2 separate regions of the Mus musculus genome follow, and region 2 is linked to region 1. The links are chromatin contacts, called in public Hi-C maps. All regions are on one chromosome and are shown on one strand. The core of a region is the stretch at or near the end of the contact, and the rest is flanking DNA. Distances in the headings are between cores, read along the strand shown.

Region 1 (7,655 bases), core at 3,553-6,052:
TTCCTGTAGTTTGAAACTCTCATGCATATACATGTCCCACATTTGCATGCCTTTTCTTGTGTTCATCTATTTTCAGTTTATTCTAGACTCAACTTGTCAGACCTTAAACGAACAGTGAGAGTCTGTTGCCTCCCCCAGATCAACAGATCACCTTGAAGATCACAAATTGATCATAGGTTTAACTCGCTTCTTGTTTTATGATAATATTCCACCTGAACAAGTTTTCTAGAGTGACTAAACGTGAAAATCGCTTCTACTAATTTTAAGTAGAAAATTAATGCATTTAAATGTTATTCAGTTTTACTTGATACCACCTTAAACATTACCACGTTGGCATTCTTTCCTTTAAGAGACCTGTTAGGGGTTGGGAAGACAATTCAGTGGTTTAGTGCTTGCTGTGTGAGCAGGCAGACTTTCGTTTTGATCACCTATGTAAAAGCTAGACTCAGCAGCGCACATTTATAACCCTGGTGCTGGGAGTAAGGGTGGGGTTGGAATGGGTATAGATACACCCTGAAGACTCACTGTCAGCCATGTCAACCAAAGTGTCAAGCTTCAGGGTCAGCGAGACACTGTCTCAAAAAAAGTCAGATGAGACATGATGAAGAAATCACCAAATGTCAAGTTCTGTACTTCACATGCACACACATATGCACTCTGTGCACACACACACACACCCATATCATAGACACACATAAATAAGCAAATAAATAAATACATCAATAAATAAATAACCTGTTAGCACTAGCTTGGACTTTCCTTTCCAGTTTGCCAAAGATCTAAAATATATTAATGTGTTTATTGTGTACTTTAATTTTTTTGCAGAATTTTATAACAGCTAAAACCATCTTCCTCTCCACCTAAAACATTCTCAATATCATATGAAATCCTTCACAAACGACTAACATAAATGCTCCACATGTTGAGAACACAGATGAACAGGAAAACTCTAAAATTTAATACCCGAGTTTGTTTCTTCAGCTGCCAGCTGCATAGATTAAGACAAATTACCCTTTCTGAATCTCTAGTGTTTTCATCTATAAAGTGAGCATAGTGGTATTACTGTCAACTCAGATTGTTACTTTTGAATATAAAAAGAGCCCCTGGAGTCATTGGTTGAAGGCTGGGCCCTGAATGCAATGCTCAGACCTGGGGCTGAGGAAATGGATTGTGTTGTATGAGCAGCAAACTTTAGAGTGGTGGTTCTCAACCTTCCTAATGCTGGGACCCTTTAATACAGTTCCTCATGTTGTGGGGACCCCCAGCCACAACATTATTTTGCTGCTACTTCATAACTGTAATTTTGCTACTTTTATGAGTTGTCATGTAAATTCTCTTGGAAACAGAGATTTGCCTAAGGGGTCATGACCCGAGGATGAGAACCACTGCTTTAAACTAATGGGCTGATACACTGATAGACCCATAACTTGATGGCATTTTTGGAAGGTAGGAGAAAGAAGGAGATGGGAACCCATCAGAGGAAGTAGGGAAGCTGTGGGTGTGCCTTTTACAGTCTCTCTTGTGAGTGGTTGGCTTCTGCCCCACCCCCTTTTCTGGTTGCCTTGATCTGAGAAGCTATCCTCAAGCTATATATCTGCCTTGCTATGAGCCCAAAAGTAATGAAGCCGAACGACTGTGACCCCTCAAACCATGAGCCCAGTTAGACCTCCAACCCAAGAGAATTTTTGTCACAATGACAATAAAGAGATCCTGGCAACTAAAAGAGGATAAGGTGTGTTCCAGGCCCAGCTTATCACCTGCTTTGCAGCTGGCTCGTCAACATTGTCACTCTTTAATGGGTGGATGTGGAAACAGGTACTGATGCTGGTTCTGTGGATTCACATGAGGGATGATATCCCCGTAGAGGAGGGAAGAGTATAGTATCCATATAGAGACCTAGTGTTGCTTCCATCTCATGGAGGCAGCACTGGTTCTGATAACTGCAACTACATCAGCACATAACCTCTGCTTGGCTTGTTGCTTTGTACAACGACTCTCATTTGAGCCTCACATTCTTACAAGGAGGCCCTATGGATCCTTGGCTATAAAAGAGCAGATGGAGCCACCGTGAGATGGTGCACACTGTGGGGTAAGGAACTGTGACAAAGCTGAAAGCCTGACCCAGGATTTGCTGTCATAGAAGACCAAGCCTCTGTAAACCATCAGGGTAGGAAGTGGGTGTCACACTGTAGGGAGCACTGATTTATTTGAAAGCGTTGGTTGATGAGATCAAGAAATCGCATTCTTTCTACTTAAGAATGTTCTAGTCACCTCTCCTCATTCTGGTCCAGTGTGGAGAGGTTTTGACTGAACAACAAGAAGCCAGAAGCACAGTCTTTTGTATGATGCACTCTAGACTCACAGGCTGACTGCTAACTCACGATCTTTATCCTGCAATGCTTTTGTGCAATTCAAACAAAGAGGAGGCAAGTTAACAAGCTAAATTTATCCACTGGGCATTCAGTTTGTGTTTTTTGCTTTATGGATCCAGGACATTTTTAACATATTTATGTAACTATGTTTATTGAGCACGTTATGACCAGGCTCCCTTCTGGGAGCTGGGCATACAAAATGAGTTCAAGACATACAAGAAGGACTCTCATCATGGGTGTTACATTTGCAGTGAGAGAATGGGCAGGTGAAAAGACTCTGCGCTCTACTAAGATCTCAAAAGGAGGCAACAGAGGAGAAGGTTTGAAGGTAGGAAGTAGGGTGCCAACTGCCCTGTAAGGAGGAGGGGCAAGTGTAATAGACCTTGCTCTTAGAGAAGAAGTACCCAGTAAAAGCAGAGTAGGGGAGAAAGGGCTGCAGAGATGGACCGGTTGGTAAAATACTTCCTATAGGTCTTAGTTAGGGTTTACCACTATAAACAGACACCATGACCGACACAACTCTTATAAGGACAACATTTAGTTGGGGCTGGCTTATAGGTTCAGAGGTTCAGTCATTATCATCAAGGTAATGGTTGCATGGCAGCATCCAGGCAGGCATGGTACAGAAGGAGCTAAGAGCTATACATCTTTATCTGGAAGCTGCTAGCAGAATATTGGCCTCCAGGTAGCTAGGATGAGGGTCTGAAGCCCACAGCCACAGTGACACACCTACTCAAAAAAGCCACGCTTACTCCAACAGGGCCACACCTTCTAACAGCGCCACTCCCTGGGCCAAGCACATATAAACCACCATACTATACAAGCATGAGGATCCATATTCATATCCCAGCACCCATATAGAAGTCGGATAATCTAACACCATACAGAGAGTAAGGTGGGAGAAAGATGGGCAGAGATACATGGAGATCACTGGCCAGCTAGTCCAGCTGAATTGGTGGTGAGTTTTGTGTTCAGTGAGAGATCCTGTCTCAAAATGATTAGGAGAATGATTGAGGGTGACCCCTGACATTGACCTTTAGTTTCCACACACATGCATGCATATGTATACACATTTGAACACATAAGAAGACATGCAAAAAAGATGGGGAGTTGAGCTGAGTGCTGAATATAACACCCCTCAGGCCATGCAGGTCAGAAGGACAGCACTGGATTCCCTGCCCACCGATTCCATGACATCACCCTACCTCCCATGGGTTAGTTACCTCATCTGCAAGTGTGGAAGGCCAAACCACCAGTATTCTTCAGTCTGCCTCTGTGGGTGGAAATCTAGCTTTAATTGTCTAATTGCTACTCTGGCAACGGCTGCCACAGATTCATTTTAGAACTCGGCACAGGTGTGCTCAGTGGCTGATGTTCTATTTTCAAGGACGAAAGGAAGGAATTAGAGAGCCTGATGTCTTCTGCTTCAAGAGTTAAGATGAAGTTATTTTCTCCCCCCAATCAACTCATGTTATCGCATTTCAATTTTCCAGAGCGTCTTATCATAAATTAAACTGGGTTGCCAAATCCCACAGCAACCAAAATGAAAAGGTAGTTGGGAGGAGGAAAAGGAAAAGGGTTGGAGTTTATTAAAGAAAACTGTTCTCATGTCCTTGAAATCATCATTACATAAAAAAAAATCTGGATAATGATAATAAAGAAAATATGAGGATAAAGATAAATGCTTTTTTGGTGTTTTGTTTTGTTTTAAGAAAGGGTTTCTCAGTGTAGACTTGGCTGTCCTGGAAACTTGTTCTGTAAAGCAGGCTAGCTTCGAACTCATAGAAAAATGTTTTTTGACAATGACAAGAAAAACAAAACTGAAGCTGGATGTGGTCCTAGCATTTGGAAGACTGAGGCGAGAGGATTGCCACAAGTTCAATACTAGCCTAAACTACAGAGTGAAAGTCCTTTTGCCACTACCCCAAAATATGAGTGATGGGAGGAGGAGGAGGAGGAGAAGGAGGAAGAGGAGGAGGAGGAGGAGGAAGAAGAGGAGGAGGAGGAGGAGGAGGAGGAGGAGGAGGAGAGATGGTGGTGGTGGTGGCCATGACTGCACTTACATATATGCACTTACTGAAACCACAGTATTTTAGTCTAAGGCAGGCAAGCAGCCTTAGGCCCGTTTTATGTTTAAAAAAACAGAAAAGCAAACTCTGTGCATCTCCTAAAATAGTTACTGATTTGAGCAGCTAATTAATTCAATTTCAATAAGAGACTTTTTTTTCTTTTTAAATACTTAAGGAGATGGCTATGCTGACTTTACATGTATTTTAATTATGTTCAACTCAATGCTAAAGAGTTGAGCTGTAGCCAGTGGTAGGTGCATCTGTAAACTTGGCATGTCGTGCAGTGAAAAGGCAAGGCAGAGAGTGCTCGCTCACAGAGAGTGCTAATGAGGTGACTCTATTGCACTTCCTACAGTGTGGTCTATTTCAGACCTCAGCAAAGCCAAACCTGCTGCTTGGAAAGAGCACACAAAGAGGCTGAGTGTCTAGAAGCCAGCCACCAAAGCGCCAAGGTGTGCATGTGGACTTGTGTTCTGTTTCCTGGGTAAGAAGGGCAGCACTCCAAGAATTCTGGGTTTAAGTATTAGCTGTAGTGGTCAAGCTGAACACTCTCCGAATGGAGGATGGAGGTGAAGATGGGAGCCAGCTTGTCTGCCCTCCCCCAGATGCTCAGAAGATGAACAAGACCACCCCGGAAACTGAAGGTCATGATCAAACATGGCAAAGTCGTTAGATGTTAGAATTCTCTCCCCAACCGGATGTGTGAGATACTTGTGCAAAATAAATAAATAAAAGGGCAATCCCAGCTTGCATCTCCTCTTAATCTACTTCTACAAGGCTTTTTCCTTTGTGAGTTGCTAATTTGCAAAAATTTTGCTCTCTTAAGAAAAAGTTTGTGTAAAATATTCTTTAGCCAACTCATATCACGCATTAAAACATAATGTGCTCATTCAAGAAATAGAAAAATACAACTTAACCAGCAGAAAAGAAACAACATTCTTTTCATTGAGACTCTGGCAGTATTGTCCACAAGAAACTCTAAACAGTGTGCTCAAGTTTGAACAATTGATAAGGAGAGGGAAGGTGGGGCTCTGATTCTGTGTCAGATCCCAATGCTCACCCACTTTCCCAGGGTCATGGAGCTACAAGGCTCAGGAGGGTTTTAGAAACTATTGTTTCTAAATACCATCCTGTTTGTATTGAAAAAAAAAAACAGTGTTTTTTTTTAATATAAACAATGTATTCTTTTTTGTTTTATTTCAAAAGGGGGGGGGGTCTTACCATGTTGCTCAGGCTGTCCCAGAACTCATTCTGTAGACCCAGTTGGCCTTGAACTCACAGAGATGTGCCTGCCTCTGCCTTCCAAGTGCTAGGATTAAAGGTGTGTGCCATCACACCTGGCTACAAAAGTATTCTTATCAAAGACACTCAAGAAATGTTTTGGATCAGAATTCAAAATACAGCCTTAGTCCTGTAAGAACGCCAGAGCCCCTCTGCATTCATTCTTCAAATTCCAGGCCTTGGTTGGGCAGGGATACGCAGGAGCAGAATGTTATTACAGAGACCACAACCATGATCACCCCGAATAAGCTTGCCTTACAGAATAGACACCAGGAACCTCCATGATGTTCTAAGGGTGCCCAGAAACATGACTTTTAATTACTTCTCTCATTATTCAGCTACATGTGGAGCGCAAGAAAACACTACACTTAACAGGTCCAGGAGAACAGTTAAGGAATGGAGAACCAAGAATCTACTACTTTGGCACATATGTCAGAAGTCAGAGTCAATTCTTCCAACTCTGCAGGATTTCCGTGTATGGAAAGAAACTGTCTTTCTTGGGTATCTCACTCCTCATCCCTTTGAGACTGACTGTACCTCCTTTATATTCAGAACATCTGGATGAATAAGACTAACGTGAGCTGTGTAGATACTGTGGCAGCTATCACACACCAAGAGTGCCTTGGCAAGGCAGTAACTGTAGCACACTAACAGATAAACACTGCAAGGAGCCATAGGCCTATTACAGGATTTAGAGGATCCAACGGAGATCACAAATCATCCTTGGAGGATAGAATCACTAGGGACTGGTCAGAGAGAATTTAGTTTTCTTCCATGGCAATTATATGTCTGTAAGAAGATAGTACAAAGTGCAGGCTGATCATCAGTGGAGGATGCCTATGCATGCATGCTAGCTCTCTCTCTCTCTCTCTCTCTCTCTCTCTCTCTCTCTCTCTCTCTCTCTCTCACACACACACACACACACACACATACATACACACACACACACACACACACACACACACACACACACACACACTCAATTTACAAATAAGGGTCCCCTGAAACTGGTGGCCAGGGAGGATCATCTAGAGACTTGCCTCAAAGGAAACTTTGAGGCTACAGTTGCTAACATCATCTGTGTATTGGAAACAACTATATATAGACTTTAAGAGACATATGCTCTTTCTTGGATTCTATACCTATTTAAAGGGACAAGGGTGGGACTCCCAGGAGGAGTGCTTTTCAGAAGTTCCCTTAGGCAAATTCATGACAGAAGGGCAATGACTGCTGTATTTGTTTCTTTTCTTTTTTTTTTCTTTTTTTTTCAATTGGGTATTTATTTCATTTACATTTCCAAAGCTATCCCAAAAGTCCCCCACATGCTCCCCCACCCACTCCCCTACCCACCCATTCCCACTTCTTGGCCCTGTCATTCCTCTATACTGAGACATATAAAGTTTTCATGACTAATGGGCCTCTCTTTCCACTGATGGCCAACTAGGCCATTTTCTGATTCATATGCAGCTAGAGACACGAGCTCCAGGGGGGTACTGGTTAGTTCATATTGTTGTTCCACCTATAGGGTTGCAGATCCCTTTAGCTCCTTGGGTACTTTCTCTAGCTCCTCAATTGGGGGGCCCTGTGGTCCATCCAATAGCTGACTGTGAGCATCCACTTCTGTGTTTGCTAGGCCCCGGTATAGTCTCACAAGAGACAGCTCTATCTGGGTCCTATCAGCAAAATCTTGCTAGTGTATGCAATAGTGTCAGCATTTGGAAGCTGATTATGGGATGGATCCCCGGATATGGCAGTCTCTAGATGGTCCATCCTTTCGTCTCAGCTCCAAATTTTGTCTCTGTAACTCCTTCCATGGGTGTTTTGTTCCCAATTCTAAGAAGGGGAAAAGTGTCCACACTTTGGTCTTCGTTCTTCTTGAGTTTCATGTGTTTCTTTTCTTGTTGCTGTGACAAAATATCCAATAAAAGAATGG
Region 2 (7,655 bases), core at 3,488-5,987, 68 kb after region 1:
TGACAGTCTTCAAAGTACACACATACATGTAAGACAAAGCAGCAAGTTGTCAATATTTAATGAACCTTTTCTTTACTTCCCTTCCTCCCTCCCTCTTGTGAGTTTCAAGTATCTTCTAAATGCTTCATAAGTAAAAGAACAAGTCCCATTTGCTGCCCGTGGAGGAATCATAATCAAGTGGAAGATGCCCACACATCAGACAGACAGTAAGTAGAAAATGAAGTGTTCAATACACAGCTACAGGATCATGCATGCAGAAGACGGGAGACCCAGGGGTTCTCCAGCAGCATCCTTCTCAATGCTCCCAGCACTGAAGCCTCTCACAAACAAGCCTTTACAACACTCAAAGCAAAGGTGACTTATCCCTCCTCACAATCCTGTACCCTTAGCAACGGAGTGCACTGAGTCTGCATCGGTACCAGAGAGATTCTGAGTGTGTCCAACAGATTATGCTTGGCAGCAATGTGAGGACCTAGGCTCTTACTGTCCTGAGCAGTTATCGGTGGAATTCTGCAGAGAAATACACTCTCCTTCCTTATTTTCACAGATGATTGTTCATGACACTTACAAGCAGCATCAAATGAGTACACAGGTTTTATTTCCCTACAGACTTTAAATAACGATGTCCTGCCACGGGCTGAGAATCGGGTTGGCACTGCTAAGGACATGTCAGCTTGAAGCTACAATACCTTTGAGGTATCAAACATATTTGGGAAATAAAAATTTTAAAAGGGAAAAAAAAAAGCTATTTTCCCTGTGGAAATTTCGACTACTAGAACATACACTTTCCCCCAAGCCTGAGTGTATCAGTTACCTATTACAACGAGAATACTGGATGTAAGAGCTGTGAGTCATTGCTCTGAGTCTGTCTACAGGGCTTTCTTTAGCAGCTAGGTTGGCAGACCTGAAACACTGGGATCTATCCTGATCCCTTCATGTCTGGGACCAGACAGCTAACAGCCAGATACTTTTTTTTTTCTCATGGCAATGGCAAAGTGGAAGATGACAGCAGATCACGTCTACATTCCTAGTCTTTGTTTGCCTTAGGTTGACTGACATCTTACTGGCCCAGCAGGCCCATGGCCTGCTACCATGCTCCCTGACATGATAGCCATAGACTCACCCTCTGAGACCATAAGCAAGCCAGCAATTAAAGGTACTCTTTTATAAGTTGCGTTGGCCATGATGTCTTTTCACAGCAATAGAAAAGTAAGTAAAACATTAGTTGGAATCAGGAGTTGGTGGCCTATGGGGGCCATTCTAATTCAAACCATCACAAGCTCCAGGGAGTAATGTAGAAAGAAAAATAGCCCGGCATTTTGTGCCAGACAACCTTCTTTGCTTTTCCACAAAATGAAACAACTATCAATTATAGTCAAAATAATAAACTTAATGCACATTGATCTAAAAACATACCCTGAAAAGTTGAAGCACTTTTGTTGTTGCTATTCTTTTCCATACAACACTTATCTATGCAGAAAAGCAAGCTGTTGACAAAATTGCTTGGTGATATCCACTGGACTGCATATTATGGATCAAGCCATTTCCCAAGCCATTTGTTGGTTTGGGGATCTGCTGGCATAACCTTCTGTTTGGTGAAGTTCTCATTAGCAAATTATATCCCTGTCTAAATGATGGCTGACAAACATATTCTGCTCTTTCAAAGACATTTCATCCCAAGTCACCAGGCCCCAGCCTCAGGCATTTTGTTGTACTGAGAACAAATCCAGATGCCATTGTGCATCTTGGCCAGTGAGCAGGTGTCAGCTCCTTCCACATGACCTAGAGGCAGAGACCCAACTTTGGCCTCAGCTAGCAATGTCACCTCCGACGCTTACTGTTTCTCTGAAGTCCCACCTGGCACTCTAGACTAGCCAATGCTATGCCTTATCTGTGGCCATATGGCTGTCACCTCACCTCTCAGACCTTTGTCACCACCTCACTGTCTCAGTATTGTGGGTCAGCACCTTAAATACAACACAGCTGTGCTGGGGTCTCATGACTAAACTCCAACCCTGGGAAATACTTATTTTTATACTTTCCAGGGATTCCTGAGCTATTTAAATTAATTAATTCACGAGAAGCTGTCTTTCAAAACAAACAGCAAATATTTCTTAAAATAGGTTTTGGGGACACCTTTTAAAGCTACTGAATTGTACTTGGTAAAGCAAAGAAAGCAGAAACATCATTCATTCTCTCTTGCTTTCTGTTCACCAATTTTAAACAAACAAACAAACAAACAAACAACCCAAAAACCTGCAAAGCATACTTGAAAAAGGAAAAATAAATTTTAAAAAGGGCGACTGTCAATCATATAACTATGATTAGGCAGAACCCAAGTAGTTATCAGGAGAGGGTCCAAAGCCGTGTTCCATGGTTAACACAGGTCTTAGAAACGTTTACGAAGGGCAGCAACTCCAGCACAAAGGGCTGTGCCGTAGAGGACGTGGCAGTACCAAGGCTTCCATCCTGTTGAGCATGTTTCAACAGAACAAATAGTGTAGCAGTCAGATCCTACCAGAGCCAACGCCTTGGAAGCTCATGTAACAGAGAGACCCTAAAGTACTCTGTTAGTCAGGGTTCTCTTTGAAAGACAAACAGGAGATAAACACACAAGACAGATGTAAATCAGCAGGCAGAGGAAGGAAGGCACAGGGACTAAGGATAAGAGATCAGCTCCCACAACCACAGAGGCTGAGAAAGCCAAACCTTACAGTGTGTGCTAGTGTGCAAAAGACCCCAGTAGATGCACTGTCCCCATTGAAAGGCTACCAGGCCAAAAGAGCCAGTGCTGAGCATGAGGTGGGGAGGCTGGTTAACTCCCTCACACTGTAGGGAGGGTCAGTCCAGCTTGCCGGGTAAAACTCACCTCTATTTTGAAGAACAATCTGCTTTACTGAAGCCCAAATGACTTAAATGTTCATCTCATCCAAGAATACCATCACAGAAAAACCTAGAATACTGTAAGATCGACTAACTATCTGAGGGTGCACCTTGTGGCACAGCCAAGTTGACACACAAAACAATCCATCATGAACGGCTCAGTGGATTTAAAAATTCTGGAGACCTTTACTCAGGCAGATTTTTCTAGATAGGATGTGACAATTTCACTAAGAGCAGGTATGTGCTAGGAGGAAGAGAGGGAAGCCAAGGGGAGAAACCATTAACAGACAATGAGTCATCAGATCAGCAGCCCCTGGTACTCCTTCATCTGTATCTGCATCCCTAGATGAGGCTAACCAGCAGCGAGGAGGGTTACGTGGGAAAGCAATCAGAGAGCAGGACTTCTAGCTTGTGCAAGTACATGCACACCTATTAAAATCGAGCTCACAACTAGGGTGGATGTTTTCCTCGGACATGTTTCTCTCGTTTATAATTCATGGGGGGTGGGGGGTGGGGGGGTGGTTCTTCTGTGAATCCTCTGAAGGCTGCAGAGCCTCAGGCTGTAGCAGCAGGCTCTCAGTCCCAGCCCTACCTCCATTTTCTCCTTAAGTGATCTCATTCACAGATTTAAATACCATCAATATGCCTGTGCTTCCCAAATTTATGTTTCCCAGCCCAGATCTTCCCTAGCAAACAGCGATTTCATATGGTACAGCTTAATATAGCAACCAGCAGAAAAAAAAATTCTCACTCCTACCATCAGCTAGCTAGCTAGCGCTCTCTCTCTCTCTCTCTCTCTCTCTCTCTCTCTCTCTCTCTCGCCTTCTGGTCACATGGTTTGTAAACCCCAGAAAACCCATTAACTCTGCACCCACTGCCATTTATAACCTCTGTGAACTAGCTGCAAGGTGACTGTTCTACTTTTTTTTTTTTTTTTTCTGTTGCTGTGACAAAAAAACATTCTGATGAAAAGCAACTTAGGGCAAGGAAAGATGCATCTGACTCACGCTTACAGGTCCCAGCCCATCATTAAGAGAAGCCAGCACAGAAACTCAAGCAGCAGCTTGAGACAGACACCACAGAGGGACAGACACTCCTTGCTGATTGGCTCCTTTGTACTTAGCTCTCTTTCCTGTACAGCCTGAACCACCTGTCTAGGGATGGTTCCGCCCACAGTGGTCTGGCCCTTCCTACGCCAGTCAATCAAGACAATCTTTACAGACAGTCTATGGGTCAGCCTGATCTAGGCAGTCCCTCCACTGCAGCTTTCCTCTCAGGTGACTTCAGAGGCTAACCAGGAGAGGGACCAAGCTGTGCCTGTATTTACTTCAGAGGCATTTAGACTGTGGCTTTTCACTCCAGCATCTGTCCAACTTCTATCAAGTAGCTCCTGGGACCTGGTACTGGGTTTAGAGACCTGTGATCCAACACTGGCTAGAAATGCTCAGAACAAATCTGTTGGCTGACTGATGCCTCAGAGAATAAGACTCCCGTTTGGTAAAAATGCCCACCAAGGTTGGCATACCTGGCGGTTGCCAGGTAACTGTGGGGTGGAGTTTAGACAGAATGCTAACAAAGGCTGCTGTGTAAGCGTGAAGACAAGAGTTTGATCCCCCAAGCCCATGAAATAAAATACAAAAGCTGAGCATGTAACATGTACTTGTGACTCCAGAGACAAAGACAGGCAGATCCTTGGGGCTCACTGCCAGGCAGCCTGGCCTTATTGGTAAGCCCCAGGTTCCCAAGAGACACACTCCAAAAAAACCAAGGTGGACCACTCCTGAGTTTGTGTTTTGTATTCTGGGAATGAGCAGAAGCGCATGGGAGCTGGCCAGGCTTGCAGAACCAGGACCGTAGCTCCTATTGCAACATTCCTAGGGAGCAGAAGCAGGTTACTGCTAAAATTGGATCAGGCTCAGCACAGTCCTGATGGATAAGCTGACCCAGCTTCAACCTTCTGAGGAGGCATAGGCTCAGCTGGGGGTGGGGGGCGGGACACTAGAAAAGAGTAACAAAGCTCTTTGTCAACAACAGCACCTCCACCCCCCAGACATACCCATTTTCCTAGGAAATCTGTCCTCCAAGCTTCTGTCTCCAATGGAGAGGAAATAGGGGTTTCAAGAGCAATTTACCTGATACTCCCTGTTTTAAAACACATGACCAACTTAAAGCCCAGAGAACCACATAGCAAACCTGTCAGTTTCAGGGTTTCCATCTCCCCATGTGTGAACTGGCAATAGTAAGCAAATCCACTTAATGGGGGATCTGGGCTTATTTAAAGAGTGCATGAAACGGCCTTGGGAGAATGCCTGGCAGGAGAGAGTGAAACACACGTTTGGGATTCATACCCTCCTTCCAGGCTTGCCTCCTCAAGAGGGGACCGAGAAAATCTGACAGACCATGCGACAGTGTCCTTCCTATTCTGCATATGGAACAAAGCAAATAGGGGTTGCTTCTCTAAAATTAACCCCTTTCTATCTTTGAGCTAGAGAAACTAGACCTAACAGTTGTAGCAGGGGACAAGAAGGGAAGGAGGGCGCGGGGGACTCTTCACTTCAAGAACAAATGGCCTTCTTTAAACAAAAGGTGGGCTGAGGGGGGCAGCAAGGGATTTGCCTCTCTTATGAAGCCAGGCTAATTACTTTTCTGTAGGTTTTTCAATTAAATAAGCTCAGGGCCAAGGACACCTCGCCATATGTAGGAGACTGCCCTCTGCTGTGGGTTTTCATTACTGCAGGAAGTTTGGGTGTTTGGATTTTTCAGGTCCAGGAATTAATTCTAGGACTGTTGCCAGGAGAGGATGCTGGCCTATTCAACTCTGCCCTCTGCCCTCCAAAGAGAAAAAAGAACCCCCCAGTGTTTGCAATCAAAGGAAGAAATGTTTGGGGAGCATCCCAGACCAGAGGATGTTGTTAAGAACAAAACTACTCACACCCCTAATGACTCAGCCTTAAGGCCAGGGAAAGGCTCTCATGAACAAAGGCAGGGCAACTGTGGAACCATCCCTAAGGCTCATGCACACAGCAAGCTGTTACTCAATACCAGGTGGTGACCTGGAGGAATCGGCAAAAGGAAGCTCAAGTGATCAGAGTAGACTCACGATACACATCCCCTGTCCCTGGAGGGAAGTCTGGGGAAGGCCTGACAGGCAGGGAGAAAATTCATGACTCTGGCTTGTTGTGTATGGAAGATGGGGCACACACAGCACAGCATTGTGTGGCGATCAGAGGACAGGTCTGTAGAGTAAGTTCTTGCCTGTGCCTACATGGATTCCAGTGGCCCAACTCAGGTTTCCAAGCTTGTATAGCAAGCACCTTTCCTGCTCAGCCATCTTCCCTTGCCACGCTGTTTATTTCTTCTAACTGATTTTCTGTAATATTGTCATTTTCACTGGCGATTATTACAGATGTTCTACGGATATTCCCACATTTGTGAATAGCACGGATAGCCTACAGTTGCACTGAAACTTGGAGCTGCCAACATATCAGTTCCAACTTCTGCTGGGAGGAGCCTAAGCTGGTGAAATAAACCTTACCTCTACAGCTTAATAACTTTCTTTTACTTGGGGATGAGGGTTTCAGGACAGGGTTTCTCTGTGTAGTCCTGTCTATCCTGGGACTCTCTCTTTCTCTGTAGACCAGGCTGGCTTTGAACTCAAGAGATCTGCCTGCCTCTGCCTCCCATGTGTGGCACCATGCCTGGCTAACAAATTAATAATTTTAAAACTTGTGCAAGGCACAACTTTATGAGCCTGTTTTCTCATCTATAAAATGGGATTCCCACTTACCTTAGGGGGTTGTAGAGACTGGAACTCATATCGATATCAGTTAGCTCTGGAAGATAGTCATATTAGCCTGTGCTGACCTGTGGCTTGGAGTCCAGTCTAAAAGGATTTTACATGAAGGTAGGAAGCTGAATATTCTACGAGCTTTGCTTGAGGAATGGGGATGCCTCGTGAGGCAGAGACAGGGGCTCAAGTTTCACCTGGCTCTGTTATATCACGGCTCTGTTAGGCAAGCCCTTTCACCTCCCGGGCCTTCATCCTCCATGAAATAGTAATTATAAAACAACACCCACAAACAACAACAACAAAACACTCTTAGAGAATAGTAGTAGGCAAAACATTTTTCTAAGACACGCAAATAGAACACATAACCACAGTGATAAATATATTCAAGGGGCACTCCTGTCTAATGGTGTGTAACAAAGAGAAGGTGAACTAACAGTACTTAATTATGGATCCTCAGTCATAAACACTGATATTCTATAGGTTAGAAAAATATATGAGTTCCAATGGGATCCATTTATTGAGAACTAACAATCAAAATGAGATTTCAATTTAAAGGGGTTTTTTAAGAGAACGGGAAGCTTACTATCCTATTATCCCTACTATTATGATTGATGCTGCTCTTAGTCTAGAGAGGCCATGTTCATGAAGTCATAGCCTAAGATCTGAGAGAGTGAATGCAAGATTCAAAAGTATCCTCAAATTATGTTAGGACAGGACGGGTAAACAGAGGCAGAAGAAATCTAGCTTCCAGAGAGAGAACACAGCTCAAAAAGAAAAAAAAAAAGTTAAAAAAAACCCCAAAACAACAAAAAACCCTACTCTCTAAAAATGAAGAGCACAGTCTAACTGAAGTTATTAAATGGCTTATAATCAAGCCTGACTTCATTCCTGTACCGAAATGTATTAAACATACGGGTCAGCTTTCAAAAGAATGGCCCCGTTTGCTTTATTATTCTTGCATAGCTCTGGGCTGTTACTGCAG

What was found. A called contact is a pair of places that touch in the nucleus more often than the background predicts.
Region 2: a contact with region 1 is called in a Hi-C map of cortical neurons, with 2.3 times the contacts expected there. The contact joins two enhancer-like sites. A contact is called at or near these places in 1 of 39 promoter capture datasets (hippocampal neurons), 13 of 484 Hi-C or Micro-C datasets (the N1E-115 cell line, beige adipocytes, cerebral cortex and 3 more), 2 of 115 datasets of contacts at active chromatin or transcription factors (embryonic stem cells and neural progenitor cells) and 1 of 9 other capture datasets (embryonic stem cells).

Annotation. Positions count from the first base shown.
Region 1 is chr6:92,591,774-92,599,428 of GRCm38.p6, forward strand. The region is part of intron 2 of Prickle2 (prickle planar cell polarity protein 2); the gene reads right to left. Among named protein-coding and RNA genes, the nearest start is that of Prickle2, 110 kb to the right of the region's middle. Within about 2 kb of position 4,803, at least 15 of the 459 cell types and tissues checked have an H3K27ac peak or open chromatin away from gene starts, as enhancers often do. A contact at or near this core is called in cerebral cortex, cortical neurons, forebrain and 1 more, where this site is marked.
Region 2 is chr6:92,660,069-92,667,723 of GRCm38.p6, forward strand. The region is part of intron 2 of Prickle2 (prickle planar cell polarity protein 2); the gene reads right to left. Among named protein-coding and RNA genes, the nearest start is that of Prickle2, 42 kb to the right of the region's middle. Within about 2 kb of position 4,738, at least 57 of the 459 cell types and tissues checked have an H3K27ac peak or open chromatin away from gene starts, as enhancers often do. A contact at or near this core is called in cerebral cortex, cortical neurons, forebrain and 1 more, where this site is marked.